Linked DNA regions of Mus musculus: all the other regions are linked to region 2. A link is a contact called in public Hi-C and promoter capture Hi-C data. All regions are on one chromosome and are shown on one strand. Each heading gives the region's core, a stretch centred on a gene start, on an enhancer-like site or on the middle of the called end of the contact. The rest is flanking DNA. Distances are from core to core; before and after follow the strand shown.

Evidence for each region. Promoter capture Hi-C pulls out the DNA fragments that hold promoters and counts their contacts. A called contact is a pair of places that touch in the nucleus more often than the background predicts.
Region 1: a Hi-C map of granulocyte-monocyte progenitors shows a contact between it and region 2, with 5 times the contacts expected there. The contact joins the promoter of Hacd2 here to the promoter of Pdia5 in region 2. A contact is called at or near these places in 3 of 39 promoter capture datasets (the 3T3-L1 cell line, hippocampal neurons and neural stem cells), 1 of 484 Hi-C or Micro-C datasets (granulocyte-monocyte progenitors) and 3 of 115 datasets of contacts at active chromatin or transcription factors (embryonic stem cells and extraembryonic endoderm stem cells).
Region 3: a contact with region 2 is called in a promoter capture Hi-C map of liver, with 2.6 times the contacts expected there. The contact joins the enhancer-like site here to the promoter of Pdia5 in region 2. A contact is called at or near these places in 4 of 39 promoter capture datasets (cranial neural crest, hippocampal neurons, liver and 1 more), 1 of 484 Hi-C or Micro-C datasets (nephron progenitors), 3 of 115 datasets of contacts at active chromatin or transcription factors (embryonic limb bud, extraembryonic endoderm stem cells and microglia) and 1 of 9 other capture datasets (embryonic stem cells).
Region 4: a contact with region 2 is called in a promoter capture Hi-C map of liver, with 2.3 times the contacts expected there. The contact joins the enhancer-like site here to the promoter of Pdia5 in region 2. A contact is called at or near these places in 6 of 39 promoter capture datasets (the HPC-7 cell line, epiblast stem cells, hippocampal neurons and 3 more), 4 of 115 datasets of contacts at active chromatin or transcription factors (embryonic stem cells and epiblast stem cells) and 1 of 9 other capture datasets (embryonic stem cells).
Region 5: a promoter capture Hi-C map of the C10 cell line shows a contact between it and region 2. The contact joins the enhancer-like site here to the promoter of Pdia5 in region 2. A contact is called at or near these places in 2 of 39 promoter capture datasets (the C10 cell line and cranial neural crest), 1 of 484 Hi-C or Micro-C datasets (nephron progenitors), 1 of 115 datasets of contacts at active chromatin or transcription factors (embryonic stem cells) and 1 of 9 other capture datasets (pancreatic islet).

What each region holds. Positions count from the first base shown.
Region 1 is chr16:35,017,998-35,024,040 of GRCm38.p6, forward strand. Hacd2 (3-hydroxyacyl-CoA dehydratase 2) reads left to right here and starts at 4,424. Exons shown (of 7, transcript NM_023587.2): 1 at 4,424-4,638. The coding sequence starts at 4,484. LOC105246106 (a long non-coding RNA gene) reads right to left here and starts at 4,348. Exons shown (of 5, transcript XR_876048.3): 1 at 4,074-4,348; 2 at 3,845-3,941; 3 at 611-708.
Region 2 is chr16:35,488,297-35,494,269 of GRCm38.p6, forward strand. It overlaps Pdia5 (protein disulfide isomerase associated 5), which reads right to left and starts at 2,577. Exons shown (of 17, transcript NM_028295.1): 1 at 2,433-2,577. The coding sequence starts at 2,468.
Region 3 is chr16:35,053,863-35,059,115 of GRCm38.p6, forward strand. The region is part of intron 3 of Hacd2 (3-hydroxyacyl-CoA dehydratase 2); the gene reads left to right. Among named protein-coding and RNA genes, the nearest start is that of Hacd2, 34 kb to the left of the region's middle. Within about 2 kb of position 2,204, at least 65 of the 459 cell types and tissues checked have an H3K27ac peak or open chromatin away from gene starts, as enhancers often do. A contact at or near this core is called in liver and microglia, where this site is marked.
Region 4 is chr16:35,071,517-35,077,363 of GRCm38.p6, forward strand. It overlaps Hacd2 (3-hydroxyacyl-CoA dehydratase 2), which reads left to right. Exons shown (of 7, transcript NM_023587.2): 4 at 4,090-4,178. Among named protein-coding and RNA genes, the nearest start is that of Hacd2, 52 kb to the left of the region's middle. Within about 2 kb of position 4,350, at least 6 of the 459 cell types and tissues checked have an H3K27ac peak or open chromatin away from gene starts, as enhancers often do. A contact at or near this core is called in liver, where this site is marked.
Region 5 is chr16:35,229,542-35,235,354 of GRCm38.p6, forward strand. The region is part of intron 1 of Adcy5 (adenylate cyclase 5); the gene reads left to right. Gm46550 (a long non-coding RNA gene) reads left to right here. Exons shown (of 3, transcript XR_001781915.2): 2 at 2,383-2,385; 3 at 5,308-5,813. It also overlaps the pseudogene Gm25179. Among named protein-coding and RNA genes, the nearest start is that of Gm46550, 3.3 kb to the left of the region's middle. Within about 2 kb of position 2,775, at least 25 of the 459 cell types and tissues checked have an H3K27ac peak or open chromatin away from gene starts, as enhancers often do.

The DNA.
Region 1 (6,043 bases), core at 3,174-5,673, 470 kb before region 2:
AGGCAGATTTCTGAGATGGAGGCCAGAACTACACAGTGAGTTCTAGGACAGCCAGGGGTAAACAGAGAAACCCTGCTCAAAAAACCAACAAAACAAAACAAAAACAAAAATACATGGTGTGGTGGTTTGAATAAAAATGCCTCCCATAGGCTCATATATTTTAATGCTTAGCAACCAGCGAGTGGCACTTTGTGGCCTTGTGGGAGGAAGTGTGTTGCTGGGGGATGGGCTTTGTAGTTTCATGAAAAGTCCAGAGTGTCTCTGTCTCTGTCTCTCTCTCTCTCTCTTACACACACACACACACACACACACACACACACACACACACGGTCTGGCAACCAGGATGTAGAACTGGGCTACTACTCCAATGCCATGTAAGCAAGTCCCCAGTTAGTGTTTTCTTTCCTTAGAGTTGCCTCCGGTCATTGTGTCTGTTCACAATATAAGAGTGACAAAGGCACATGGTAATAATACTTAACCTATCTCATAACTCTTTAAAGCTAAAGACACAAGAATGGTAACTGAGCTATTTTACTGTCAGCTTTTTACAGTGTCATGTTCCAGAAACTCTCAAGGGCCAGAAAGTCTCCAGTCATTGTCCTGTACTCACCTTGGATCCAGGACAGCAAAGCCTTCATACAGATCATCCATCTTTGGCCAAGACTGCTTAACCATGAGTACTTCTTGCCCCATGTTCCAATTCTTCTCCTGTTTATATAATAAGGCTTGTGTCAGTACTCTGAAAATTAACTTGGAGTCATTACACCTATTAATCTGTATTTCCCAATGTAATCACATTGATTAAATCTCTCTTCTATGCTTTTCATAATTACTTATCTCTTTACATCATAAATTGTGTGTGTACTGGAATGGGTGTTTGTGCATGGCATGTTGGCACTTGGACCCAGGGCTTACTTATTACCTAAAGCTCCGGTAGTAAAACTGAAGAGGCAGGTAGAAAACAAACTATTCAAACTGGGTGGTGTGCCACACACCTTTAATCCCAGCACTGGGAGGCAGAGGCAGGTAGCTCTCTGAGTTTGAGACCAGCCTGGTCTACAGATTGAATTCCAGGACAATCAGAGCTACATAGTAAGACCCTGTCTTAAAAAACAAAACAAAACAAAAAAACAAAACAAAACAAAACAAAACAAAACGAACCCAGACTGTTATTGCAGGTCACATTTAATGGTGTACATTGTATCTTTTTTTTTTTTTAATTTATTCTTCTCTCACATCCCACCAGCAGTCTCCCTACCTCCTCTCCTCCCAATCACCCACCCCCAAACCTTCCCTCTCTCCCAGATCCACTCCTCCTCTATTTCCTTTCAGAAAAGGGCAAGCCTCCTTGGTTTGATATCAACCAAACATAGCATATCAAGTTGCAATAAGACTAGGTATATCCCCTCATATCAAGGCTGGATGAGGCAACCCAGGAGGAGGAAAAGGGTCCAGAAACTGGCAAAAGTGTCAGAGACAGCCTTTGCTCCCACTGTTATGAGACTCACAAGAACTCTAAGCATATAACATACAAGCAGAGGACCTAGGTCAGGCCCTACAGGCTCCTTGATTGTTGGTTCAGTCTCTTTGAGACCCTAGGAGCCCTGATTAATTTATTCTGTGGATTTTGTTATGGTGGTCTTGACCCTTCTGGCTCCTGCAATCTTTTCCTCCCCCTCTTCCACAGGATTCCCTGGGCTGTGTCTAATGTTTGACGGTGTGTCTCTCTATCAGCTCCTATCAGATGCTGGATGGAGTTTCTTTGTTGACAATTTTGGTAGGCTCTGGCCCACAAGTATAGTAAAGTCTCAGTAAGAATTGTCTCATTGATCTTTGTTTTTTTTTCTGGTTGTGTTTGGTTCTATCCTAGGTGTCTGTCTGGGCTATCCAGCTCTGGTTCCTGGCCTTCAGGGAGTGTCAGGTCCATTGGGCTCCCTCTCCTCTCATGGCTCTTAAGCTAGACCAGTCATTGATTGGCCACTCCCACAAATTCTGAGCCACCTTTACCCCAGCACACTTTCAGAAAGGAGAAATTGTAGGTTGAAGGTTTTGTGGCTAGGTTGGTGACCCAATCCCTTTTCTGGAAGTCTTGCCTGGTTACATCAGATGGCTGATACAGGCTCCATATTCCCCATCACTATGATTCTTGGGAGTTTCCATTGCATGGAGTTTCTACCTTGCTCCTGAAATGCCTCCCAATTCCAGTAGTCTCTCCCAGGACTCTCTTCCTCTACTCACCCCTCATCTGACCCATCCTGTTTCCATCCCCACTTGTTCCTAGTCAACCCACAAAATCTATTCTATCTCCCCTCCCCAGTGATATTTATGTGTAATTAAAAAGATCACCTGTACTTTGCAGAGCTGATGGGTATAAATAACTACAAAAATATATTCTGAGTTTTAAGTTGATTTCCAACTTTATGCCTTTGTGACTCTTACTTTCCTATTGTATTATACTGAAAAGAGAGTCAGTTAAATGAATGAGAGTTTTAAAGTGAATGATTGTTTTGAAAAATAGTTCACTCCTTTATGAGAGGTGCGGGGGTGGTTTGCATTTTTGGATTTTAGTTTTTGGGGTTTTTTTTTTGGCTTGGTTTTTATTTTATTTAAGATTTATTTATTGTAGGAGTGTTTCACCTGCATGTATGTATATGTACCATGTGTGTGCTTGGTGATTTTTGAGGTCAGATGATGGAGTAAGGGATGTTGAAAACTAAACCTGTACCTTCCTCCTTCACATGTTCTTTTAAAAGTCAGGGGAAAAGGCAGCAGGATGTCTTTACAGTCTTTGAGAGCAGGTAAGGATGAGAATTCAGCAATTTCTCTGCTCCTACCTCTCAGTTTCTGGGGGTGCATCATGACTTTCAATCCTAGCATCCTGAAGCTCTCAAATCTCTAGCCTGCAGGTCTTCCTGAACCTCAGAGTCTAAATCTAATTGTCTCTTCCACATTTCCACTTACATTTCTAAAAAGGATTTCAAGCTAAACATAAAAGTCCTGACTTCTGCCTTCAAACTTACTTCTTCTTCTTCTTTTTTTTATTTTTTGGTTTTTGGTTTGGGGAGACAGGGTTTCTCTGTGTAGCCCTGGCTGTCCTGGAACTCACTCTGTAGACCAGGCTGGCCTCGAACTCAGAAATCCGCCTGCCTCTGCCTCCCAAGTGCTGGGATTAAAGGCCTGAGCCACCACCGTCCAGCTCAAACTTACTTCTTTTTACAGCTTGTTCTCCCAAGCAATCTGAATGCTCCTTTTACCTTCCTTTAAAACCAAATGTTCTACCCAACACATTTCACTAACTCTAAAATATTCTGAGAATTCAATGTTCCTCACTTCAACTATTATCACACTGGCTTAAATCACTATCATTGTGACCTGGATCATTGTAATAATTTTCTGATACCACTTTTCACCAGCTAATTCATATCGATTCATTCCTGGATCCTTCTGTGTAATCTCTTGAAGACTGACGACGTTTGTTTCTTTCATTTATTTTGAAATATGTATATTTTCCAATACAACCTTGTATATGCTCCACAAGTACTTCTTGGAATCAATACATATTTTATTACATTACATAAATGCCAGTATATTTATGAACACTGATAGTAAGGTACTTTTTATGAAGAAAGTACTAAAAAAAGAAATGAGTGGGGTCAGCAGATTAAAGGAGCTTTCAGAAGTTATTTCTGATCTAACTCAGTAGAAGTATTTCCCTCCCACCTAGCCCATAACCTGTAGGTATAAACAACTCTTTACTGCCTTACAAGGTCCACCACTAACCACTGATTGACCTTAATCCTCTTTAATAAAAAGCAGGCCTACAAATGGAGAAAAACTGGCTAACCTTTAGAGACTGTTGGGAGTGTCCAAGAGAGCAGGTTTAAAAAAAAAAAAATCCAAAGACAGGGAAGAAATTGTTGAAGGCTATTTCCCCGAGTTGGCTACAATTAGAAGAGAAAGATAATATGTTACAAAAATGCTGGTTCCTTCTGCTCTCTGAACAGGACACACAGCTTAACTGACGTCAATCACCCTCTAGCTACTTGGGCAACTGTGTACAGGGGTAAAGATACCTGGTACCTGGTAGAGGCTAAAGTTACCGAGGACCAGGACATATCATTTGGATCCAGCAGGAAGAGATGGTCATAAGATAGCAAATGACCAGAGACAAATTATCCGTAAGAACAGGCCTGACAAGTGAGGCCCAGGTTCACATTAACCTGATCAAACCTGGCGCTGGATGCCCACACGGATTGTGCGCCGGAAGTTGGGAGGAAATTACCCCTATCCAAGATGGCGGCTACGGAGACGAGCGCCTGGAGCGTCTTTGCCCTCATCCAAGATGGCGGCCCCCGTGGGCGCTGTCCCGGCTCCGCCCCGTGCCGCGGCCCCGCCTCTCCCTCGTCCCTTCCTCCGCCCCCTCGTAGAGCCCAGTTGGGTCTGAGGTGCAGGCGCGAGGGGAGCGGGGTTGCGGGCGCTTGACATGGCGGCAGCGGCGGCGACTGCAGCGACCAAGGGGAATGGGGGCGGCAGTGGCCGAGTCGGGGCTGGCGACAGCAGCGGCGCGCGGAAGAAGAAGGGCCCCGGGCCTGTGGCCACGGCGTACCTGGTCATCTACAATGTGGTGATGACGGCGGGGTGAGGCTGGAGCTCCCTCCCCGGGGAGGCGGGGAGCGAGCTCTGTGACCGGCGGGGTCGGACCCGCAGCCCGGGGCGGCCGCGGGGCGAGCATGGGGCAGGCTGGCCGCAGAGCTGCCTGGTCAGGGCCGCGGCGGGGCGAGCGGGCGGGCGGGCGAGCGGGCGGGCCACAGGTGCGGCGCGGCGCGGCGCGGAGGCCAGCCCCGGGCGGCCGGTCAGCACTTCCCCAGCCCGGCGAGGAAGCCCGCCTGGCTGCGGAGATCATTCATTTAGGCGGCCGCTTTCAAAACCCAGGCGGGAGCGTTCGTCTGGGAGGCGGTAGGAACGTGGTCGAAGTTTTCCGCCAGCCGCCCGAGCCGGAGCGGTCCGAGACCGGGGCGGAGACTTTGGAGGGGGATTACTTAGATTTTCTTGGGGCAAGTTGAGATAGGGAGAGAATCGACTCTGGGGATGGTGTCTACCCCATTTCAAGTCTGTCTCTTCATAGCAGGGCTTTTAGTTCCAGTTCTCACACAACTCGCCCTGGGACTTTGAAGAAACCTGCTTCTTTCTCTGGGTCTCTAGTGGGTTTGGTTTTTTTTTTTTTTTGTTTGTTTTTGTTTTTTTGTTTCCCCCCCAGTTAGGTAGAGTTGGGCTAGGTGAATCCAGTTTCGCAATCCGGTGGTTTTGGTGAGCTGGATCACCATATAAATTTAAATTGTCAGGAAATTCCTAAGTCGTAAAACTTCTTAGGTGCAATTTCTCCTGCCTTCTGTTCTCCCTTCCCTTTTCTCTTTCTTTTCCCGTTTTTTTTTTTTTTTTTTTTTTTTTTCTTTTTTCTTTTTGACCAGAACTCATTATGTAGTCCTGGCTCGCCTGGAACTTGTGATTCTCCTGCCTCAATCTTGTGACTGTTGGAATCAGGGGCCTGTGCCACACCACTCTTGACTCCCTAGCAAGCATTCATCCGTTTGTTTACTGGTGCTGGCGATTGAACTTAGGGCCTCACACTTGCTTGTACTCTACTACTGTGCTAGCACTATGGCTTTTTTTTTTTTTTTGTAAGACTTTCAAGTATACAGAAAAAATTTAAAACTGTATTTTGAAAATCCATTCTTAATTATCTTTTACAGTAGGAAATACGTTGGCAGGGATCAAAACTTAAAATATACACAAAATGCATATATACGGTGAAACCCTGTTTCAAATCACTTTACTTGAATCAGCTAATTTTGTATGTTCCTCAGATGCTGGTATTAGCACAGGCCAATAATACACACTTGCACAAACGTTGTAAGCCTAAAGAAATTATGTTGCTTTTTAATGAAGAAATAGGCTTGGAGGGTGGTAGGCTGATTGTTAGTATTGCAGATAGGAGGTGTTGAAACAACATGCCCTCAGGCTGGGCATGGTGGATCTCTGAGTT
Region 2 (5,973 bases), core at 1,327-3,826:
TTTCCTCTCATACATACATACATACATACCTGTGAACAAGTTTAATTTATAAACTAGGCAGAGATTTAAAATAAGTAATAATACAGTATTATGACTGAATTAAAATAATGAAATACATCTGTTATTACTATGCTGGTGATAAAAGTAAATGTGGTCTCTCAAAATATCGTCTTGTAAAATGCTCACTTTTTTTTTTTTTAAGTCATGGTAGCTGGCCTGAAATCCTGAGGATGCCCTTGGCTCTCTGACCCAATCGCCTGGCTTTATACCATACCCAATTTACGTGGTGCTGGGATCCAACCCAGGGCCTCATATAGACAAGGCAAGTGCGGTATCATCCAAGCTAGGTCATCAGACCCCACCTTTCTTCTTACTGACCACAGATGACTTCCAACTTGACAGTGAGACCACATACAGGGGATACTGAATTGTTTTCCTTTTCTTTTGTACAGTATTAAGAACTGAATCTAGCGCATGCTAGGCTGGCCCTCTGCCCCCCAGACTGCCCTTAAACTTACTCTTGTAGTCCAAACAGGACTTTCCATCCTCCTGCCTCAACCTCCTAAGTAGCTGGGATTCCAAAGCCATGCCATCAGACCCAGTTAAATCCATTTTCATAAAACCCTGGGCCACGCCCAGTGGCCTTCAGTCAATACAGAGCGAACAAAGAAGTCAAACTGCTCCCAGGGATGTAGGAAGCCCTTATCAAATCCACATAGCTTTTAAATGCACAGAGGCCCAACCCGCAGTCACTTGCTGCGGATTCCAGGCTCTCATCCCTCTACCTTGTATTTGCGGAGCTAACTCTAGGCTCAGGAACGTCCAGCTGCCAGGTGCTTTGGGCAAACCTCAAAGTTCTTCCTCATTGCCTGAGGGGAAGGTACATACAGACCTCCGAAATACCCACAACACATTAATTCCTGGACTCTGCTCCACCCACCTCAATAAGGCCCCAGGGGCTCTCCCTTGGCAGACTCTCCCTCTCAGAGATGTGACCTCTCCCTGTGGGGACTCTCCACCTCAGATAATGTATGGCTCTCCTGTGGCAGGCTGGCAGCAGTTAGGGTATTAGCTCTTGTCCTTCGAACAGTATTTGCTCACAGGATTGACTGCTGTTCAGCCGAGGGCAACACCTGAAGGCAGGCGCAGAGTGTAGTTTGCTCCCCACCCAAAATTCAACCCGGTGGCAAACAATGTGGTTGATAAATGTTTACAGAGTAAAAGGTCAGTCCCCTGGGCTCTTGTTTTTACTGAAGGGAGGGAAAAAGGAAGAAAGCAAAACCCTCCTCCCTCAGAGTTCAAGGACTGACATCCTGATGGGAGTCAGCCCAACTGGCTCCAGGAAACTTATGTCAAACATCATGGCACACCACCAGCACCCCAAAGCTTCGCGGTAACCTACTAGATCTCTCCTAGACGGAGGATGCAGAACTGGGAACAGGGAGCTTCCTTTGACACCTTCTTCCACATAACAGAAAACTCGATGTCACTCCTTTAACTGGTGATCCCAAAGGACAGGGCACTGCGGAGTTCAAGCGTTTAGATCTAATCACCCCTCCCTTTCCACCACACCCCCCCCCATCTGCCCAGCATCCTTGCCACACCCAAAGGGAAAACAGTGGAGTGGTAGGGGCAAGTAAGTCTTCCGAACTTGGTGATAGTGGCGGTGGCCATAAGGAGATGGACCCAACACAAGGGAGACAAGAAGTTACGAGAGAGATGTGGAAGAAGGCAACTACATCCTGTCACACACCCACAACCACACCTCAGCCCCAGGGGCAAACCCGTCCCCAGTCCCCACTTCTTCTCGGGGGATGCTTGTTCGGGAAAGTCCTCCCATCCCCACATAGTCTGCACCACGGTTCACCCCTCCTCCACTTCTGTATCACTCCGGTATCATTTTGCAGTCTCCGGAGCTGGTTCCACCGACTCCTCAGCCGACCCGTCTGACAACCTCCTTAGCGGGTATCTTTACGGTTTCCCATCTCATAGAAGGAACGCAGACACGTTTACAGATCCAGGGCGCCACACACACAGCTCGAAAGTGGCCGGGGCTGGAGCCGGCATCACCGTGGGAGCAGAACTCTTGGAGGTGGTGACCCCACCCAACCCGTCACGCGCCCTTTCTCCGGGGGTCCAACCCACGAGCAAGTGTTCCTGCTGCGCAAGTGGAAGGCAGCCTCCACCCCACACTCACACAGGTGCAAGCACCGCCCGGGGAGTCCTGCTTAGGCTAAGGACATCCCAGACCTGCGTCCCCGCAAAGTTGTGCGGGAGCGCGAACCCGGAGAGAGGGATCACCCGGCCCGGCCCCAGTGGAGAGCAGAGGACCAAAGACCCTATTGCCACCCGGCGAGCACGCCCCCAACCAACCCGGACCGCGCGCTCCCACGGCCATGCGGGACGCACGTGTCGCCGGCCCACAGCCTCACCCCAATCGCCAGTAGCAGCCCCCACGCCCGCGCCATCCCCGCCGCCTCCTGCCGTCTGCACCCGGCTCCCGCGCACGCCTGCCAGCTCCACCTCGGCCAACAGCTACGGCCACTTCACAGCCGCTCCCCGCCTCCGAGTTCCCGGTGCCACGTCTGCCAAAGCATGCGCACCAGGCTAGGAGAGGCGGCCCGGGAAGGAGCCTGCCGGGAGTTGTAGTTCACGAGAAGCTCGGGATGCCTCTGCCTCGGACTTTGCCTGAGGACGCAGAGTAGCAGCTGTGAGGATGGGGGGCAGGGAGGCTGGGGAGTAGGGACAGTTGTTCACTAAGGAGCCTTGCTCTGTGCCCGCAGAATCAGAACCAACAACTCACTCTGCCCCCAGAAGTTAGTTTCCCCACCCCGAGGATTAGCAGGCAACCCAGAGAATTCCAGTCATTTGACTGTAGGTACTAATTGTAAAGTCTATGATGGCCTGTGGAGGATGGAAAATGCCATCTGCTCCCGAGGCTTTTTTTTTCCCCTTGACAAAACATTATTGAGGTGTCGGGAAAACAATTTAGAGAGCCCAAAAAATATTAAGTATAGATCACCACACTATCCCCTTACTCCTTAACCATATACTCAAAAGAATCGAAAAGTGTGTTCAAGTAGTACTAGCACACCAATGTTCCTAGCAGCGCTGTTTATGATAGTCAAAGAAGAAAGAAAGGAAGAAAGAAAGAAAGAAAGAAAGAAAGAAAGAAAGAGTGAGTCTAAATATCCTCAAAAGACAAATACAGAAAATGTGATATACACCGGTACAACGGAATACTATTCATCCAATAAAAAGAAATTCACACAACCATGTTAACAAATATCAAAAATATATGATGCTGATTCTTAAAAAGCCAAATGCAAAATGTTGTATATTGTATGATTGCATTTATATAAAATATACAAAAATTGGAAAAAATGGTTTTGGTTTTGTTTTTTTTTTTTTGGTTTGTTTGTTTGCATTTTGTGTAAACAGATTACTCTGACCTGGGGAATGGAGGAAAGGAATTTCAGTTCAGAAATCCATTGATGAGGATGAAAATCTTTCAGAGCTAGATAAAAGGGGAAGCAGCACAGCATTATGAATGTATTAAATGCCACCAAACTGTATCATTTAAATAGTTAATTGATGTTAAATGAATGCTAATTACCTGAACAAAAAATGTAAAATGGGAGCTGGACAATGGGTACATTATTTAGGAGCACTTGCTGCTGTTGGCTCCCACATAGCAACTAACAACCATCCTGTAACCCCAATTCCAGGGTATCTGATCTCCAAGGGCACAAGATATGATTGTGGTACTCCTACATATGGGTAGGGTGGTGCACGCCTTTAATCCCAGCACTCGGGAGGTAGAGGCAGGCGGATTTCTGAGTTCGAGACCAGCCTGGTCTATAAAGTGAGTTCCAGGACAGCCAGGGCTATACAGAGAAACCCTGACTCGAAAAACCCAAAAAACAAACAAACAAAAACCAACAACAAAAAAAAAAAAAAAAAACACCCATAGACATAAGACAGGTCTTTTATGTACAACAAAACAAAAAATCCTCTTTTGAATCCTCTTTGTCACGCGCACCATCAGCTTGTCACTTCATTTAGGAATGTTTGTTGGACAACTACTCCGTCATAAGGATGCAAATGGAGAATAATAAAATGGACAGAGGAAGTGCACATTGAGGAGTTGGGAGATATTCCCTGAATAAACGTTGCCAGCTGTCTAAAGCCTCTCTCATCCCCCAGTTTCCAGGTGTCTACTCCTTACCTTTAGTGCATACCCATTGTTAGTCTTTAGCTGTCTTGCCTTCCAGAAACACTGTGTGTAAACAAACACACAAGCCTACATCACTTTGTGTCAGGAGTGCTCACAGCATCACAGTAGCAACCATCACATTGTACATGGGAGCTAACTGCCACATTGTAGCAACCATCTCATTGTTTCATCAATGTTATTCAGGAAATTGTTGCATGTGCTGCTTTGGGGTAAGTCCCCAGAGATAGGGCTGTGTCCTAAGTCACTTGCTTTTATTGATTATGAAGATGACTTGGGTAATTAGCCCAACAGAGAGTTGCATCTTAAGTAGAGACTGCTGATGTAGTCCTTAGGCCAGCTGAAATGGAACTTGTGGAGGTGGAAGACTATGCAGAATAACCTGACCCAGGAACAATTGCTGCTCCTGACCTGCAGGCTCCAAGTTCCGTCTCTCGGTCAGGCTAAAGTCTCAAGGCCATACACACCTAGCTGTCATTCTTGGCTCACCCCTTCTCAAGAGACCCATCTAAGTCCTTACTGTGTTCTGTTAATTCTACTTCCAAAATACAGGCATTCTGTCACACCTGCTGTCACTAGTGTGCCCCACTTGGTGAAGGTAACAGCAGTCTCTGTGCCTGCTATTCCTAATGATCCATACGGTATTGTCACTTAGGTCTTGCTGGTCATGTCCCCAAAGCCTTCCAATGGTTCCCTGTTTCCCTTAGACCAGAGGTTCTCAACCTTCCTAATGCTGTTTAATACAGTGCCTCATGCCCTTTAATACAGTACCTCATGTTATAGTGACGCCCCAACCATAAAGTTATCTTCATTGTTACTTCATAACTGTAATTTTTGCTACTGTTATGAATCGTAATGTTAATAGCCAATATGAGGGATATCTGATATGTGAACTCTGTGAAAGGTTGTCCAACCCCTAAAGGGGTCTCTACCCACAGGTTGAGAACCACTGCCTTGTAATAACAAACTCCTCCATGACTTGCAGCCCTGTGTCTGCCCTTTAGACCTCTCCCAGATTTTGGTCCCACTCTGGCTTGTTGAGCTGCTGTCACTCATAGCAGTATTTCCTGGGACCCATCCCAGGAGCAGCTCCTACCTCCTGTTCTTTCCAGGCCTTTGTTTGACTGGCACGTTCTAATCCTTGAGAGCTCTCCTCTGTCACTTGTCCACAGCAAACCATAAAAGGCAATTTCACCCTAACCTCCCTGAGCCTCCTAATTTCCTAGCTTTCTGTCCCTGCTTTGCCTGCACAGACCACAGTCTGCACTTTTTTGTTTTTGTTTTTGAGACAGGATTTTTCTTTACAGCCCTGGCTGTCCTGGAACTCCCTCTGTAGACCAGGCTGGCCTTGAACTCAGGAATCCGCCTACCTCTGCCTCCCAAGTGCTGGGATTAAAGGCGTGTGCCACCACTGCCTGGCCGGTCTGCATTTTTTATTCTGTTTTTATCCATGTGTTTGACACTCACAAATCCAACCAACTGTGGGTTTAAAAAATTCTGCAAAAAGATCTTTAGCCATACTGAGCCTGCATAGATTTCTTCCTTGTTATTTTCCCCTAAACATTGAAGTGGAACTTCTATTTACATAACATTTGCATTGCATTAAGTGACATAAGTAATGTAGAGATGATGTGAAGTGGACAAGGCTATGTGCAAATGTTCATCTGTTTTACACAAGGCATTCTGCCTGGAGTTCAGTGTCTATATGGATGATGGGGGTGTTCTAGGAACCAATCCCA
Region 3 (5,253 bases), core at 954-3,453, 430 kb before region 2:
TTTCTTTCTTTCTTTCTTTCTTTCTTTCTTTCTTTCTTTCTCTCTCTCTCTCTCTCTCTCTCTCTCTCTCTCTCTCTCTTTCTTTCTTTCTTTCTTTCTTTCTTTCAACTCATAAAACTGCAGTTAGTTCATTTTTGGAATAGTGGTTTATTTTCTCTTGCCATTTTGGGAGTTTACTACAAGCACTTAGTCTTTTAGAAATTTACAGCCTTAAAATGTTGGGTTTTTTTTTCTTCTTCTTCTTCTTCTTCTTCTAAATTAATGAAAAAAAATCTGGCTCAATCAGGCTGGGAGTGCTTGTGAGCTCTGTGGCTTCTGGGAGTAATACAGATCTTCTACACCTTCATTTCTGTCTGAGTAAAAGGAGCTAATGACCTTGCCATTGTGAATGTCAACAGGGCAAGAGCAGAGCATGCAACAGTGTCTGTAGGTTGAAAATTACTCAGTAAAGTGATGACTGTTATTATTAATATGAGAATAGTACAGTGTTATATTTTTCTGAATCCCGTATAATAGTCAGTAGTCAGATCATTTAAATGTTAGGGTGATAGCTCAGTAGGGGAGACCAATTGCTGTGAAAGTATGAAGATCTAAGTTCAAATCCCCTGTACTCATGTAGAAAGCCAGGCATATTCGTACATGTCTATAACCTCAGCTTCGGGAAACAGAGTCAGGCGGATCCTGGAAGCTCTGTGGCCATCCAGACTACTGAAATGGGGAGCTTCAGGCTCAATGAGAAAAACCCTGTCTCAGACAGATAAGACAGATCAGTAGAGGAAGACAGGACATCTTACCTCCTCCTCCACCCCCACCCCCCCACCCCCGCCACATGCACACACACCCACATGCCAACAAAAAAAAAAATTTAAGGGCTAACAAGATGGCTCAGTGGATAAAAATACTTGCCAGGCAAGCCTGAAGTCTTTTGAGTTCAATCTCTGGAACCCAGGGCAGGAGGAGAAGCAATTCCTTAAGTTGTCCTCTGACTGCCACACATGTACCGTGATATGCACATCCCAGTACTCATACATCCATCCGCCACCCCACCCCACCCCACCCCACCCCTTGCCCCTGCCCCCTGCCCCCTCTCAGTTACTTTTCTGTTGCTGTGGTGAGACTCAGGCTTTCCAGGCTCCACCATGGAGAGCCATGTGGGTGGTAGGTTGCCAGAGCTAGCCTTCTAGCCCTTTCTGGTACTGCCTTCCCCTTTTATTCAAATGCAGTGGTGGGCCACATCCGCATTGCATAGCTCTGTCAGAATAGTACTAAGTGAACTGAGACCTTTGCCAACTCAGTTGCTTCCTTCAGACTACACCGGCTTAGCCTCCTTGTTCTAGTTCATTCTGTTGCTTCCTGATATATTTTCCTCCCATGACCCACAAAAGAAAAAAAGTGGTGTTGGCACCTACATGTTCTGCTCCTGTTGCACAAGATTTCCATTCTTGTTCTCTGAATAAACTGCTTCACACCTCTAGCTTTGCACTCTAGCACCTACTTTGCCAGGAACACCCAGCTCTGCTACTTGTTCCCTGCTTTGCACAAACATGCCTCAACGTAGAAAGAGGGGAGAAGTAGAGTGTGCTCTTTAGGACCCCAAGGCAGCTGCTCAGGGCTGTGCAGGCTGCCTGCACCTCATGAGCATTCAGTATCCAAGGTCTATGTAAAACCTGGGTGTCTGTGCCCACTTGCAGTTTAGAAGGCTACTTTGTGAAAAGAGCCCAGAAGCTTCCTTCTGCTGCCCTTGAAGGAGAAGCCCGAGTTTGTGATTGCAAACATCTTTGAAGGTATTAAAAATTTCTCCTCCTCCTCACCCATGTCATAAGTAAGGTTAGTTAGTGGTCTGAGTGGCGAGGATGTGCTGGAGGTGTCAGTGTGCCCGTGTGAGTGTCAGCAAGTGCACTGCGAGCATAGTAGTGTCACTGCCATTCTTGGTGCATTTTGAAAGTCATTTAAGAAAGCAGAAATGGGGTAAAATCAACACTATTTTTATGGTTTTTTTTCTCTGTATGTGTGGTTAGTCTTGAGACAGTCTGGAATCACCTGGGAAGTGGGCATCTGGGCATGCTTATAGGAGATTATCTTAAGTTCATTGAAGTAGGAAGACCCACTCCCTGTGGGTTGTACCATTCCCTGGCTGGGCTCCTGGACTGTGTAAAAAGGGAAGAGTGAGCCAGCCATGTACAACATTCATTGATTTCTTCATCGTAACCACAGACAGTGTAAGCAGTTGCTCCTTTTGTTTAGCTTTCCTACTGTGGTGGACTGTACCTTGAACTGAGACAAAATAAACACTTCCTTAAATTGCTTTTGTTAGTACACAATTGTTGTTGCAGAAAAGTAACTGAGGCAGTGTGTGCATGTCTTTGGGTAGGGTGCATGCATGCATAGAGAGGACAGAGGCTGACATCAGACATCTTCCTCCCTCCACCTTTTTGAGGCAGGGCCTCTCACTGAATCTGGAGCTCACCAGCTCAGCCACACTGGCTGTTTAACAAGCCCTAGGAATCTGCCTGTCTCCTCCCATCTCAGCGTTGAGACTGTAGGCATCCATCTCCACACACAGCTTTCATGTGGCTGCTGGGGATCTAATTCACGCCCTAATGCCTGTATGACAGGCGCCAAGGACTGATTCAGTTTTCTAGAATATTTTCCCACAGTTGTCACTAGAGGGCACCGTTGTTTTAAAAGAGGATAGTCTTTGGGAAGTCTTTTCTAATAAAAATGTATAGTATGAACCGCTAGCTGAAGCTGATTGAACAGTCAGCAGAGAAAGGGGGTATGGGTAGGTGCTTTTATATTGCTATCTCTTGAGTCAGTCATCAATGATGGAAATAATGAAACAACTAGAACTTTGTGTATTATCTGGGAGGGCCTTGTCCAATATTTCTTAATTATATCTTTAAGCTGAACACAGCTTGGTTTGTCCATGAAAGCAAGTGTTCTACTTTAGAAATTCCCGATGAGACAGTTTGTGGCAGTCTGAAGTCAAGAAAACATTCTATTTATATTCTTAGTTTCAAAAGCCAGATCAGACCAGTGAAAGTGGAAACACTGTCCAGAGACCAAAATGAGACATGTAACATCTGTTGAGTCATCTTTCAGAAAAAGAATTATTGGGGTCAGCAAAATGGTTTAGTGAGTAGAAGCACTTGCCACCAAGCCTGACCTGTGTCCAGTTCCTGAAACTCACGGCCTTCCGCAGTTGTCCCTGACTTCCATGTATGTGCTGTGTCATGCATGCACCTGTCATCCCAAAAGAAATTCTGTTTTTTTCAACTTTTTAAATTACTTGCTGTTTAATTCTGTGACAGTTGACTAGGTAAATCCTGAAATAAAAGGAACACACACTTGATGTGTGAGCAACCTCTCTGCATCTTTGTTCTTGTTAACTAAGGCAGTCTTGCTGTGTTCCAACTGACCTGACCGGGATTATGATGTTTATCATATTCTTGACTTTTTGGTAGTGAGCCTTGCCTTTAACAACCGAGCCATCTTTCCAGCCTAGTTCATTATATTTTTTACTCAATTTGAGAAACCTTTTATCAACTCAGTTTTTACGGATAATTTTGAAGGAATATATACTTCTTTGTTTACAGATATAAAGTTCAGTATATATTCTCTTTTTAAAACAGCTATTCTATATCATTGCTTATATATTTTGTTCATTTGGCCAATTAAAGTGCCCTAAAATTATCAATGTCATCTCATTTCCCTGGGATCTCCTGTGGCTTTTGTTTTAGCAAAAACGGTTGCTGTGGGAGGTAGAAGGATTGCCATCAGCTTTTGTTTTGGTTTGTTTTTCACTTTTTGAGACAGGGTTTCTCTGTAGCACTGGCTGTCTTGGACTATAACTCACAGAGGTTCACCTGCTGGAAGCAAAGGCATGCATGTGCCACCACCCAACTTTCTTTTGATCTTGGGGTTTTTATTGCAGTAATAGACACCAAAGTAGGACATACATAGATAAACATTTATATAATAAAATACATCTAAATTCTGTCTCTTCTCTCTCTCTCTCTGTGTCTCTGTCTCTGTCTCTCTTTCTGGCTCTGTCTCTCTCTTACACACACAAGGCTTGAATCCCCCAAGGCTTTATACATTGCTAAGCAAGTACACTGCATTAAACTATATTCTCAGCCTCCTTTTGACTTTGATTTTTAGTGAGGTCTTGTAAACAGTTCTTCCTGGCCTTGTATGTGTGATCCTCCTGGCTCTGCAGCCTGCGTAGCTTGGGTTGAAGGCATGTACCACTGCAGATGGCACAGTTGACTGCTGTTCCCCTTTCATTGTACTTTGTCTGGTATTAGGATATGACCTACACCTTATTTTGTTTCCATTTGCCCAGTCGCCTTTGTTCATTCTTTTATTTGTGCCCCTTTAAGTGACTTTTTTCTTATTTATTTATTCACTTACATCCTGATTGTGACTTCCTCCCTCCTCTTCTCCCAGCCCCACCCTCACAAACTTCTCCCCCATCACACCCTTCCATTTTTCTTAGAGAAAGACAAGTCCCCCTTGGGTACCACCCCACCCTGGGATATCAAGTCAAAGCAGGACTAAGCGCATCCTTTCCCACTGAGACCTGACACAGCAGTCCAGTTAGGGAAAGGGGATCCAGTGGTAGGCAACAGAGTTAGGGTAAGTCCCCCACTCCAATTGGTAGGGGACCCACATGAAGACTAAACTGCACATCTGCTACAAATGTGTGTGGGGCCTAGGTCCAGCCCCTGGATGCTCTTTGGTTGGTGATTGAGTCTCTGTGAGCCCCCATAGGCCCAGGTTAGTTGACTCTGTAGGTCTTGTGGTGTCCTTGACTCCTTTGACTCCTTCAGTTCTATCCTGCACTCTTCCACAAGGCTCCCCAAGCTCTGCCTGAAGTTTGGCTGTGAGTCTCTACATCCGTTTCCATCACCTGCTGGATGGAGCCTCTCGGGAGACAGTTATACTAGGTTCCTGTCTGGGATCATAACAGAGTATTAGTAGTAGTGTCAGGAATTGGTTCTTGCCCTTGAGATGGGTCTCAAGTTGGATCAGACATTAGTTGGCCATTCCCTTAATCTTTGCTCCATTTTTATCCCTGTGCATCTTGTAGGCAGGATAAATTTTGGATTGAGGTTTTGTGAATGGTTTGGTGTTCCCCTCATACCACTGGGAGTCCCATCTGGCTACAGGAGGTGGCCACTTCATTCTCCATATCTCTCAGCTAGGATCACCCCCATAAACTCTCGGGAGCCTTCCCTGTGCCTGGTCTCA
Region 4 (5,847 bases), core at 3,100-5,599, 420 kb before region 2:
ATAATAAACAAAATGTTTAAAAATAAAGACAAAGGAAAAGAATAAATCATTGTTTTTGGATTTCAAATTTTGTTTCTAAGGAAAAAGTTTCTGGTATTTTTATTTAGCATTTTTGAAGGGAAAGCAAATATAAATACTCTTATTTCTTAGAAAAAGATGCTTAATGGTAAGAAGTGGGGAATTAAGAATCCCTCATTGGGCCAGGCATGGTAGTGCACACCTCTAATTTCAGCAGGCAGGTCTTTGTGGGTTCGGGGCCAGTGTGATCTACACAGTGAGTTCCAGGACAGCCAAGGCAACATAGAATGACCCTGTCTCAAAAACAAGCAACCAAACAAAAAATCCCTTGTTGGAGACTGGAGAGGTGGCTCAGAAGTTAAGAAACACTTGTTCTTGCAGAGGACCTAGGTTCAGTTCCCCACACCCACATGGTAGCTCACAACCACCCATACCTCTAGTTTCAGGGGATCCTGCACACTTTCTTACTGCCTCAGATGGTAGGCACACATGTACACATACAGACAAAACATTCATACACATAAAATATATAAATCTTAAAATGAAGTAAAAGAATCCCTTGTGGGCATGGCATGTACATCCGAGGTAGAGTGCCTGCCTGGCCTGCACAGGCTTGGATTCCATCATTGGTGTGGAGTGGGGAAAGGGGACTCCAATACTCAGTTAGTTCCAGTTTTCTTCCAGACCCTTTATTTAAAGTCACACTTGTTTTTGCTTTTTTTTTTTTTTTTTTTTCTGAGACAGGGTTTCTCTGTGTAGCCTTGGCTGTCCTGGAACTCACTCTGTAGACCAGGCTGGCCTCGAACTCAGAAATCCACCTGCCTCTGCCTCCCAAGTGCTGGGATTAAAGGCGTGCGCCACCACGCCCGGCGATTAAAGTCACACTTGTAAGCATTCTGATTTTGGCAACAGATGAGAGTCTTTACAATCCTTGTCATTTGGTTATTAGAAAGCTATGCCACTGTTACAGGTGAATAAATGGATATTTGGATTATTACAGCATCTTGCATGGTTTGATTAATATAAGCCAATTTCCCAAAGCTCAATTCTTGCTGGTGAGTAAGATGAAATCAGTTTTGAGCTTCTAATTGTGATACAGCAGCATCCTGGAGTGTTGCTAGAAATACCAGCAGCTCAGCAGCACAGCACATTGGTTAGTGGCCAGATAAGAAGGGCAAAAATGCAAGGGGCATAGTTTTATTTAATAAGGTGGTCTCTGAGTAAGAGCAGGAGGAAGAGGAGCTGGAGCAGCAGCAGCAGTTAGAAACATTCATCTTTCCTTAAGCAACAAATGCTGGCTGCCCATAAAAATGTTAACTCTCCATCCCTCTTGTAAAGCATACTCGGTGTTATCTGGCTAAGTATGTTCACTAAATATTTGGTTCACTGATCAGCATCCTTAGCTGTGTTACATAATTTTATAACCAGCCTTTGTACTTCACTCATTTATTTTAATAACATCTCTTTATTCAGATATACTCTACCCATTAGAGTGTATAATGAGTTGTGCAACCATTACCACAGTCAATGTTAGAACATTTTCATTACCCCAAAAGGAAATCTATTAGCAGTTACTTCCTATTTCCCCCAAAATTCCAGTCCCTGATAACCACAGATCTACTCTCGGTCATGTAAACTGCGGTCTTTGCCATTGACTTTATAGCTAGTTCAGCATAGTCATCTTGAAAGGTGACATTTACTACACTAGCACTGTGGCACGCATCAGTACCTCATTTCCTTTTACCTTTTGTTTTACTCTTAGTTTGTTCTTTGAGAATTTCAATTGTGTATCTCTTTATTTTTCATTTTTATTTATGTGTATGGTGTTTTGTTTGCCTGTGGATCTGTGTGTCACTTGCATGCCTGGTGCTCTCAGAAGCCAGTCGAGGGCATCAGATCCCCTAGAACTGGAGTTACAGGCAGCTGTGAGCAGCTTTGTGGATTCTAGGAATAGAACATGGGTCCTCTGGAAGAACAGCCAATGCTTTTAGCTCCTGAGCCACCTCTCTAGCCCTGTGCTTGTTTGTTTGTTTGTTTGTTTGTTTTTACTAATTTTTGTTTTTAAGAGCATACCACATTTTGTTTACCCATTCATCTGTTGATAGATACTATTGTTCCCACTTAAACAAGTTTTGTGGGAAAATAAATTGTGTGTGCATGTGCACATCCCAGCCTTGAGTTAATTTTTTTCTTAGGATTTTTTTTTTTAAATCTATATTGTGTCAGTGTGCTTATGCTACATGTGTGAGGGTGACCAAGGAGGCCAGAAGAGGGTTTCAGGTTCTCCACTGCAGAACTTCCTGGGTAACCCACCTGACATGGGGCTGAGAATCAGACTGGAAAAGCAAGAAATGGTTCTTAACCATTGTGCCATCTCCTTAGCTCCCGAGTCAGGTTTAATGTGTAAGTCCTTTGTTCACCTGTAAGTACCCGTTGTCCTGGTTTGTTGGCAATACACTCATTTTTCTATTGAACTGTTTGACACTCTTAATGAAAAACAAGTGACTAAAGGTGAAGGTTCTTGTCCAGACTCAATATCTAGTCCACTTACCTGTCTGTCTCTGCATTTATATTTTCTTCCATTCATTCTACAGAGATTTACTGAACAAGTCTGTATGCCAAACATTGTGTTTGACATTCCCATGCTACTTGCTTTGGGGAACCAGGCTATCTTCAAAGCTACAAAGTTTCTTTCTTCAAATCTATTGTTAGCATAATAGTCTGTCTCTCTCTCTCTCTCCCTCTCTCTCTCTCTCTCTCTCCCTCTCTCTCTCTCTCTCTCTCCCTCTCTCTCTCTCTCTCTCTCTCCCTCTCTCTCTCTCTCTCTCTCTCCCTCTCTCTCTCTCTCTCTCTCTCTCTCTGTGTGTGTGTGTGTGTGTGTTTGTTTTCTTTTTTTCAAGACAGGGTTTCTCTGTGTTGCCCTGACTATCCTGGAACTCACTCTGTAGACTAGGCTGGCCTCTGCCTCCCAAGTGCTGGGATTAAAGGCATGTGCCACAACTGCCTGGCTGATAATAGCATCTCTTAAAGAGTTGTAATGTGGTTTCCTGTTGCTCTAAGCCTGTGGTGACATTTGGAGCTCCAGCTGACTCTGGCCTGGTCTTTGGCAAGTTGTAACTTGTCCTGTTATACAAAAGACAGTATTTTAGTAGTTTAGGGAGTCTGAAGAATAGAGATAGTGTAGGATAGACCAGTGACTGTGCTGAAGATGAGGTTGGTTTTAAAGCAAACACATTGACTGGGATGGTGGCTCCTGGCAGGTACAGAATTTCTCAGGTTCAATCTCAGGGGTCTAGCAGGTTTAAGAATAAGCATTGGCAGTCGTCCAGAGGTCAGGGACATTGCTGGCTTCCAAATCTTATTTCTAGAAGCAAGTCCTTGATAGTTTAAAGTCACAAAGAGAAAAGAGTGTTTCTAGGTCATGGGTTATTGGGCTTTTAAATAGTTATAGGAGGCAAGCATGCTACATGACAGTGGTTATTCGTGTCTAGGTAAAGATTATGGTTGTAGCATTTGAAGCCAGAGAAATATTAGGTTAGCAGAATTTGATTAGGTTAACAGAAAAGATGTTCTAGTGTTATAAACTAATAAGTACATTGAAGGAATAAGTTGAGAAAATCTTTTTTAAAGATAATAAACTTTGATTTTGCTAGGCTTGTTGACAAAATACTCAAGGTTGATACCCAGGAACTTTCAACTTTGTTAAATACTAGTTGGACTGACTTCCTGCTCACAGCTGCAGAGGGATCGTGACAGCCATATTGGAAAGTGAATCATCGGTATCTCCCTGGCTGGTGGCTTGGCTTGGTTTGTAAGGTTTCAAAACCCTGTAGGCTTAAAGAAAGAAAGGTAGCCATTCCTCAGTTGTCATGAACACTGTTTGCTTTGTGTCAAGAAAAAAGGTTTTAGTGGTGAATATATTGCCAGACTTAATTTCTAGCTGCATAGGTAAGTTCCAGTTGCTAGAGATAGTATTGACTATAGACATTTTGATTTGAAAGTTTTGGAAAGCATATTATGTGATAAAACTTAGTCTAGTACCTCTATTTATACATCCTAAATTTCTTTCAGGGATTGTGCCATCTTCTGTTGTCCTGACTTCTTTCCAGGTGATGTCAAGAGTTTTCCTAATATGGGCAGTGACACATAGTGTCAAAGAGGTGAGTAAAATTAACGTTGACAGTCACCAGGGAGCTTTCTCCTACATGTTTGCTATGGCTGAAATCAGATCTCCAGATCATTTCAAAGTAACCAAGTTAAAGCTGATAGCTGGTGTCTACTGTTGCAATTGGGTCCAAAGTGGAAAACATAGCCCTATCTGCATTGTTGCTCAATAGAAAGCTGATCAGAGTTGAAGACCTACAGTCTCAGTTCCCACGGAGGTAGGGTGTGCACAGCATCACAACCCAGTTGTATACTTGATGTTTGTCTATAGCCAGCGTGTTGGTTTCTGCATTTGGAGAGAATGGGGCACTGGCTCACTCTCAAGAACACTTCTGTTTTCATGGGACCAGGAAAGGCGAGCTTGTTTCCAGCCCGCTGAGTTGGGTTAAAGGTATTGCCATGTGCTCCAGGTATGGATGGCTCATACAGGAACACCCAGCGCCAGACAGAACCTGGGGGAGAAAGCCATCATCCCCTCAGGTGTGATCTATAACCAAGCTCTGGTTTGGGTTCACGTTGTTCTGAGAGGACGCTGCTGTCCCCAGTGTCAGTTTTCTCCCATGTTACCTGGAGGAGAGTTTTGGCAGGTACAACATTCGTCTCTAGCTTACAGTCTCTACACTTGTCAACCAATGTCAGCATTCGATCCCTTTGGGCTCTAGAGACCGTTTATCTATTAATATTAATCTGTGTATTCTTTGTCCTTTATTCTGAAATCCTTGTTAAAGCTTGGCGTTTGTCAGGATTTATTTTGACAGTTCTGTTCATATTTCAACTAATAATGGTTTTTTTTAAAACTTTTTTTTAATTGGCCCATGAGATACCTGTAAAAATGTACATATCTAATGAGTTCTTAGGCAAGGTTTAAACAACTTGGATTGATCAGCTGTCATCTCATTATAGTCCCATGGAATTAGCAGGTCCATAAGCTTTACTTTTCAGTCAGTCTCTTGTTCCTTGAAGATGTCTAAACTTGCTATGCAGGAAGAATGCAAAGTAATTGTGTACCTACTTTTAATAACCACATTTTAAAAATCTAAAACAAGAAAATAAATTCTAGTATTATATATAGCTTGTTGTTCTCATTCTTAGCTCTTACAGAGTTAGAAAAGTGTTACTTATAATACCACAGAGTTCTTTTTACACATATTTTTACGTGTATTTATTCCTATTTATACTATAATATTTTTCATTGTAATCAGTAACTCCTAGTATTATTTGCCAGTATTTTCAGTAACCTAAAGTCTTTCCTCATTGTCTCTCAGTTGCATCCTTTTGTCTCTAGTGCTAGGGATTGAACACAGAGCCTTGTGCCTGGTAGACAAGCCTTCTACCACTCAACCACCTCCCCAGCCTCACGTCACCCTTGCATTCACTCATCCCACACTGAACCCAAGCCTCCTGAATGGTTAGAAGTACAGGCCTGTACCAGCAGGCCTAGCTCCTTCCTTACGTCTTAAATGGGCAATCATGTGGATTCAGTAAGTGAGATGCAGCTGTTGACTCACCCTGCTGATACAGGTGGATATTGATTATTTCAAGATTGATGCCTCACCTGCTTCAGTGAGCACTCTTCTGCTTATTACGATGGCAGCCAAAGCAAGTGGGCAAGCACCCAAAAATGTTTGGAGTTCAAACGAAGCAATTCTGTAAGATTCCAGATTT
Region 5 (5,813 bases), core at 1,525-4,024, 260 kb before region 2:
TTCTCTGAGGCCCGAGCTCTGTTTGTTCTCGCACCGTGCTTCGTCTCCTTGACATTCTGCAGAGCCCGTGTCCTCTTTCCTCGGGGCCCTGTCTCCCCACCTGCAGCGTTCAGCCACCGTGCGCTTCCTTCCTTCATGAACTCCATGTCTGCTTTGTGTCTGGGCTTGGTCCCAGCTCTTGTCAGGACTACTGCCCAGAAGCCTTCGTCGGTGTCTGGAGAGGCTTTGAGTCTTCACATCCCCAGCCACGCCTGTTTCCTCCGGCTTTGTGTGCTGTGCACAGAAAGGAGAAGAAAGGAGAAGGAAGCTGAAGTGAGACTGGGGGAGGGGAGGCTGCCACCTGCAGACTGAGTTCTGGAAACCTCTCTGCTTACAGCTTGCCAGTGAGGGGCAAGGCTGAGATACTGCCACAGTCACGGGGTAGGGTAGGGTGGCTTTCAGAAGGAGTTCATATCTTCTGTGTGATAGTCCCCATGTGGCTGGTCCAGGTTAGTAACCCTCTTCTTCCCTTTATTGCCCTGCTATGCTACCTGAGTCCATTTTCTTTATCCCCCCCAACCCCACCGTCACCCCGGGGAAAGCTAGGTCAGAGACTATCTGTGTTCCAGTCTAGAAGAAAATGGCAGTTGGGGGTTGCTGGGACAGACCGGGTGGGGCTTGTGCGAAGTTGGAATGAGCAGTGATGTGGAAGCCTCGCGTGTCACTTCTGTTCACACCCCTGCCTGAACACCATCACTTGGCCATACCTAGCCGCCAGGCCGGACTAGGCAGCATTGTCTCGCTGAGTCACACTTGGTAAGTGTGTACTATTTTGGAAAGAAGGGACAATAAATTGAGTTGGACAAACTACCATACTCTGTCACAGCCTTTAAGCAAGTGTATTATTTTTAAACCAGAAGGTTCTAAATTCTCTACCTAAAGAAGAGGTGTTGTGATTATGGCCCGTGAAGCAGACCTCCAGAGACCTTGAGACATCTTCTGGAGCAGAGGGAGCAGAAAGACAGGCAGTGTATAGGGGAGCGTCACCCACACTCTGTCCCTGGATGCTTTCCCCATGTTTCCATCAGGAATGGTGCGGTTTAACGGTGGCCCTCTGCTCCCAGGCTAGGAGGTCATTGGCCTCAAGGGAGTCTGATTCCTCCTGCATCACGCAGCAGGCCAGGGGTGCTCCTGTAGCCTCGGCACAAGACCCGTTCACCTGCCTGCATCCTGTTGGCAGCACAGCTGCCAGAGACGGGGCAGAGCCCCGTGGGTTTGCTTAGAGAAGCTGAATCATCACGATGAGGAGTCCCACAGACCCAGGATGCCGGTGTCCTCCAGGAACAGCTGAAACCCATGTGCTGTGTTCTTCCTGCTTTTCATAAGAAGGAACCTCCTGAGGCCTAGAGAGGGGAGGATCTGGCCACACCGGCCAGTCCTGGGGTGGGGCAGGGAAGGAGAGAGAGAGCAGACAGTCTGTAATCCAGATCAGATCATTTGCTATTCCCAAGCCTTTTCATGAGGCTGCAGAGCTATCCTCCCACTCAAGGGACATACAGACAGGTCTTAGGGCTCATCTCTCTGATGATGGAGATTTCTTCTCCAGCCCTTAGTGGCCATAGTATGTACTATTTTCATCTGAGCAGCTTTTGCTTGGTTTTGACACAGGTGGGAACCCCTCTGGGCCCCATGTCATGATCAGGGTCAGGCAACACTGACTGCAGGTCTGGGACGTTCTTCATGGGTAAGCTGGGATATCTGAGACCTCGTAAGGATCCGTTAGCCTTCAATTCCCTGGCTTAGCAGACAAGGGGTTACTGGTACCCGCTGTGTGTTTGCCTCCGTTCAGAATGATGGAGACATGATGGGTTAGTACAGAAAGAAGCCAAGCCAGACCCGGTGGCATCTTCAGCCATTCCTCACTGGGTCAATCACTAGGAGCACTGCTAGCCCCAGCCCATGCTGTGTCGCACCCCTGACACCTGTACACACTGTCTTGTTACAGGAGTCATCAGTACCACCGTAGAGATGAATGCAGGCTACGTGGCTTCCAGGAGGCTTTATGCTTTTCCCAAGTCACAAGGCTGGACTTGGCATGTCCTGGCTCTCAACATAGCATCCCATCCATTGTGTCTCCTCACCTCGGGCACTCTCAGAACCCAAAATTCCCTGCTGAAGCACCTGGCAGAGCTGGCAATACGGCCTAGTATGAGAAACACCAGGTGCCCCTTTGTCCATGAGGCAGTGGATTCATCCAGGACAGCCCTCACTGAAACTGTCCTCAGTCTGTCCTCTATTTGCAGTTGGATGGGAATGGCTGGCTGGAAGTTTCCCTTTCTCTGTAGTGGTTTTCTTTTAAGCCTTCCCACATTTTGACTGGCCATGGCTGGGCATATAGCTCAGTTGGTCGAATCCTTATCTAGAGTTCAGGAGGCCCTGGGTTGCGTCTCCAGTGCCTACACAGCCTCTGGGTGATGACACATGTCTGTCATCCCAGCCCTTGGAGGGAGAGACGAGGGAAATCAGTAATTTGTCTTTTGCTACATAATAAGTTTGAAGCTAGCTTGAGCTGTATGAGAAAACACATTTTGCCATCCCTGGAGGTGAGGAGATGGGAAGGGATATAGGTGGCTGGGGTGGGCAAAAAGTTAGGGGTGCATGGGAAAGCTTGGAAGTGCTGCCTTTCACCTGTAGGGTAGAAGCAGGAAGTTGGCGTTTAGGTGCGGCCGCATTTCCCTCCCCTGAACCCTTTCCCTCCACCCCCACCACCCCCATCCCCCTCAACTGTCACCAGTGCTCACGCAGAACAATGAGCGCTTGTCTGACTCGGTGGAAGCAGGAGGAGGAAGCCGAGCCTGGGAGAGGATAATTGTTCTCCAAGTTGAGATTTTTTGGAAGAGAGAAACTTTATTGCACTTGGATTATAAATAAACTTCTCTCCCACAAACCTTCTTGCCAGGCCACAGAGCAAACTCTTCCTTCTGCCAGAGGTCAGGGAGCTGCAGTAGTCGTTGGTGGGTGGGTGAGGCCACTGTGCTGAGTTTCCAAGGCGCCTCTCAGCCCCTGAGCCTCTTCTCATTCACACGCCGCCTCCTTCAAACCCTATCTAATGTGGGAATGTCTTTGCTTTTCCACACTGCCCCGTCTTCATGGTTCCCACAATGTCGTCAGGAGCCTTGGCGTGGCATTGGTTCTGAAGAGCTCTGGCTTCCTCTGGGATTCCCCACAGATCCAGGATGGGCCAGGTGGGTGTGGGCTGTGCAGTGTGCTACAAGTCAGTGGTGCCCTGGGGAGCCAGCCGGCAGGGATAAACTAGGGGTTTCAGAGGATCCTATAAGTAGCATCTTACTTGTATTTTATACTGATAAGACTGTAAAGTGCCCTTCCTAGGCGGTCGGAGGCCCAGGTGGACTTTTCCAGGGGGCGAAGGCCTTGGCTAATCCTCCACTTTTCCTGTCTATATATGCATGGAAGCTGACATTTACAATGGAACGGGACTTGCCCAGAGCTACAGTGTTCATTGTTTTCAGATCCAAGCTTAGACACAGTGGCCTCCAGGAGACTTCACTGCTCAGAGAGGTGCCCCTTCCCTGCCATGAGTTTAAATTCAGGCACCTCCAGAAATTCTCCCATTTTGCAGCATGCTAGAGAAGTTGATGTCTAGCTTGGTAATGTATCTACATAAACCTGGAGACTTCTGTCATCACATGTGTGTCCCCACCTGATGAGGTTAGACCCGAGGTCTAACCTCAAACATTAGCCCCCCAACGACCAGTTCCTCTTTCTGCCACCTCACTTGCTGCTCTGTGAGCTGCAAAGAGAGGCTGCCATTAACATTGCCCTCTGAAGACTGCTCAGAACCAGACAGCTGGGTCTGGACCTTCAGAAATGATCCCTAAGGATAGAGAGAGAGGCAGGCCACTCTGTCTCGACAGTGGACCACCAGTCGTACTATTCTGCAAGTCAGCTTATGCTCTGTCCCTCCCCCCGGCTTTCTCTTTGTTCAGTAACAGTGCCATCCAAGAGGAACATAAGGAGGGCCACATGCACAGTGTTAGCTTTCCCATCAGCTAAAGAAGAAGAAAAAAATGCAACAACAAAATACCCAGAGGTACAAGAAATTCCAAGTGCCCATGGCTATTTGTGGCTACTGTGGTGGACAGCACGGCCCTGTGGGGGCCTTGCTCTCCTCATTGCTCTCCCCCCTCCCTCTCTCCATGCCATGGCTATTCTTAGCCATGACTCTCAAGTCCTGAAGACCCTGAGATAGTGGCCTTCACCCTGGACCTCTGCTGAGCCCCCAAGGCTGCCCTCTCTTCTACATGATCTTTCTATGAGGTCACCTGTGGGCACAGAGGTCAACATCTCTCATAGCACCTGATTCTGGCTCCCCTACCCTCCATTGAATTTCTCCCTTTGGCTTCTATCATACCTGATCTTTTTTTCTTTAGTGTTTGTTTGTTTGTTTATTTATTCAGTTCATTAGTTAGTTTTGTGTTATATGTATGGTGTGTTTTGCATGTGTTTAGTTGATCTGTGCACCACATGCATTCAATGCCCGTGGAGGCTAGAAGAAGGCAGTGGATCTCAGAATTTCATGAAACTTCATGTGGGTGCTGGGATTTGAACTTGAGTCCTTTTAGCCTCTGAGTTATCTCTCCAGTCCCAATACACCTCTTTTTTTTTTTCTTTTTCAAATCAATGTTTCATTGACTCCAAACTATCCCCTCCCTGAATAGATATAAGCCAAAGCCCCCCTTTCCCTGGAGACATCAGCTCCCAACTCAGGTCCCTCCAGCCTGGAACTCACTATGTAGTCAAAGATGGCCTTGAATGTCTGCTCATCCTCTACCTCCGGGCACTGGGATTGCAGGCTCGAGCGGCCACACCCAGTTTCTGCACTACTGGGGGTTGAACCCGGAGTCCATTGAATGCTTGGTAGACACTCTGCCAGTGAGTGTGGCTCCGTCCCTTGCCTGTGCCATTTCTTTAGCTTGTTTTGGCCTCTCTTCCCTGAGCATCTTCTTTTCTCTGCTCCTCCCGCTGACAAATTTCTCTCCCTAATGTGCAGCTTGGGTCACACTGCCCTGGCGAACACTGGCGATGCTCGAAGCTGGGGTAGTAGAAGGAGCGTGCTGCTTCTGTGATATAAACTGAAGAAAGCGGGATTCCAAATGATGTCAGCAGCAGGATCTCAGCCCATGAAAGCAAAGCAGAAAGCATTGACAGAAAGGAAAGGCCAGAAACGAGAGTGAAAGGAAATGTTAATGCCAGCCATCTTTGGGTGGGGGTTGATATTTTCCTGTGGTATCGGCGTTTTCTATGAAGGGAAAAGTTTTCAATTAGCAATAATTGCGCCTCGGATAAACCTCATTGGCTACGATACTGCCACTGCGCAAAGCTGGAGTTTTCTATGATGAACGCACATCTTATACTTTGAAAATTCAGTACACTTTTATGTTTTGGGGGAAAGTAGCCCACAAGAATCTTTACGACTTTGACCTCTGGCGTCATGTGTCAGCTTTCTCCCCCAACACAGACTATCAACTGGTGCTGCAGTGTCAACCTTTGGCTATCTGGAGCTACCGGCTCTCTGGTCAGCCATATTTTTGCTTTCTCTCTCCCTGCTTGAGTGGTCTCCCTGGCATATGCCTGTAGCCTTGACTTTTCCTTCCGAGGCTCCGATGCAGGCCTGTCCTTTAGCATTCCTCCGTGTGGCCCTCCTCACGGACTCTGCCCAGCTGGGACTGCCCTTCCTGGCCTGGTGTTCCTTTCCCCTCTGGCTTACTCTGCCTGGCTTTGTGAATGTCTGTGTTCTCGCCTCCTCTCTGCCA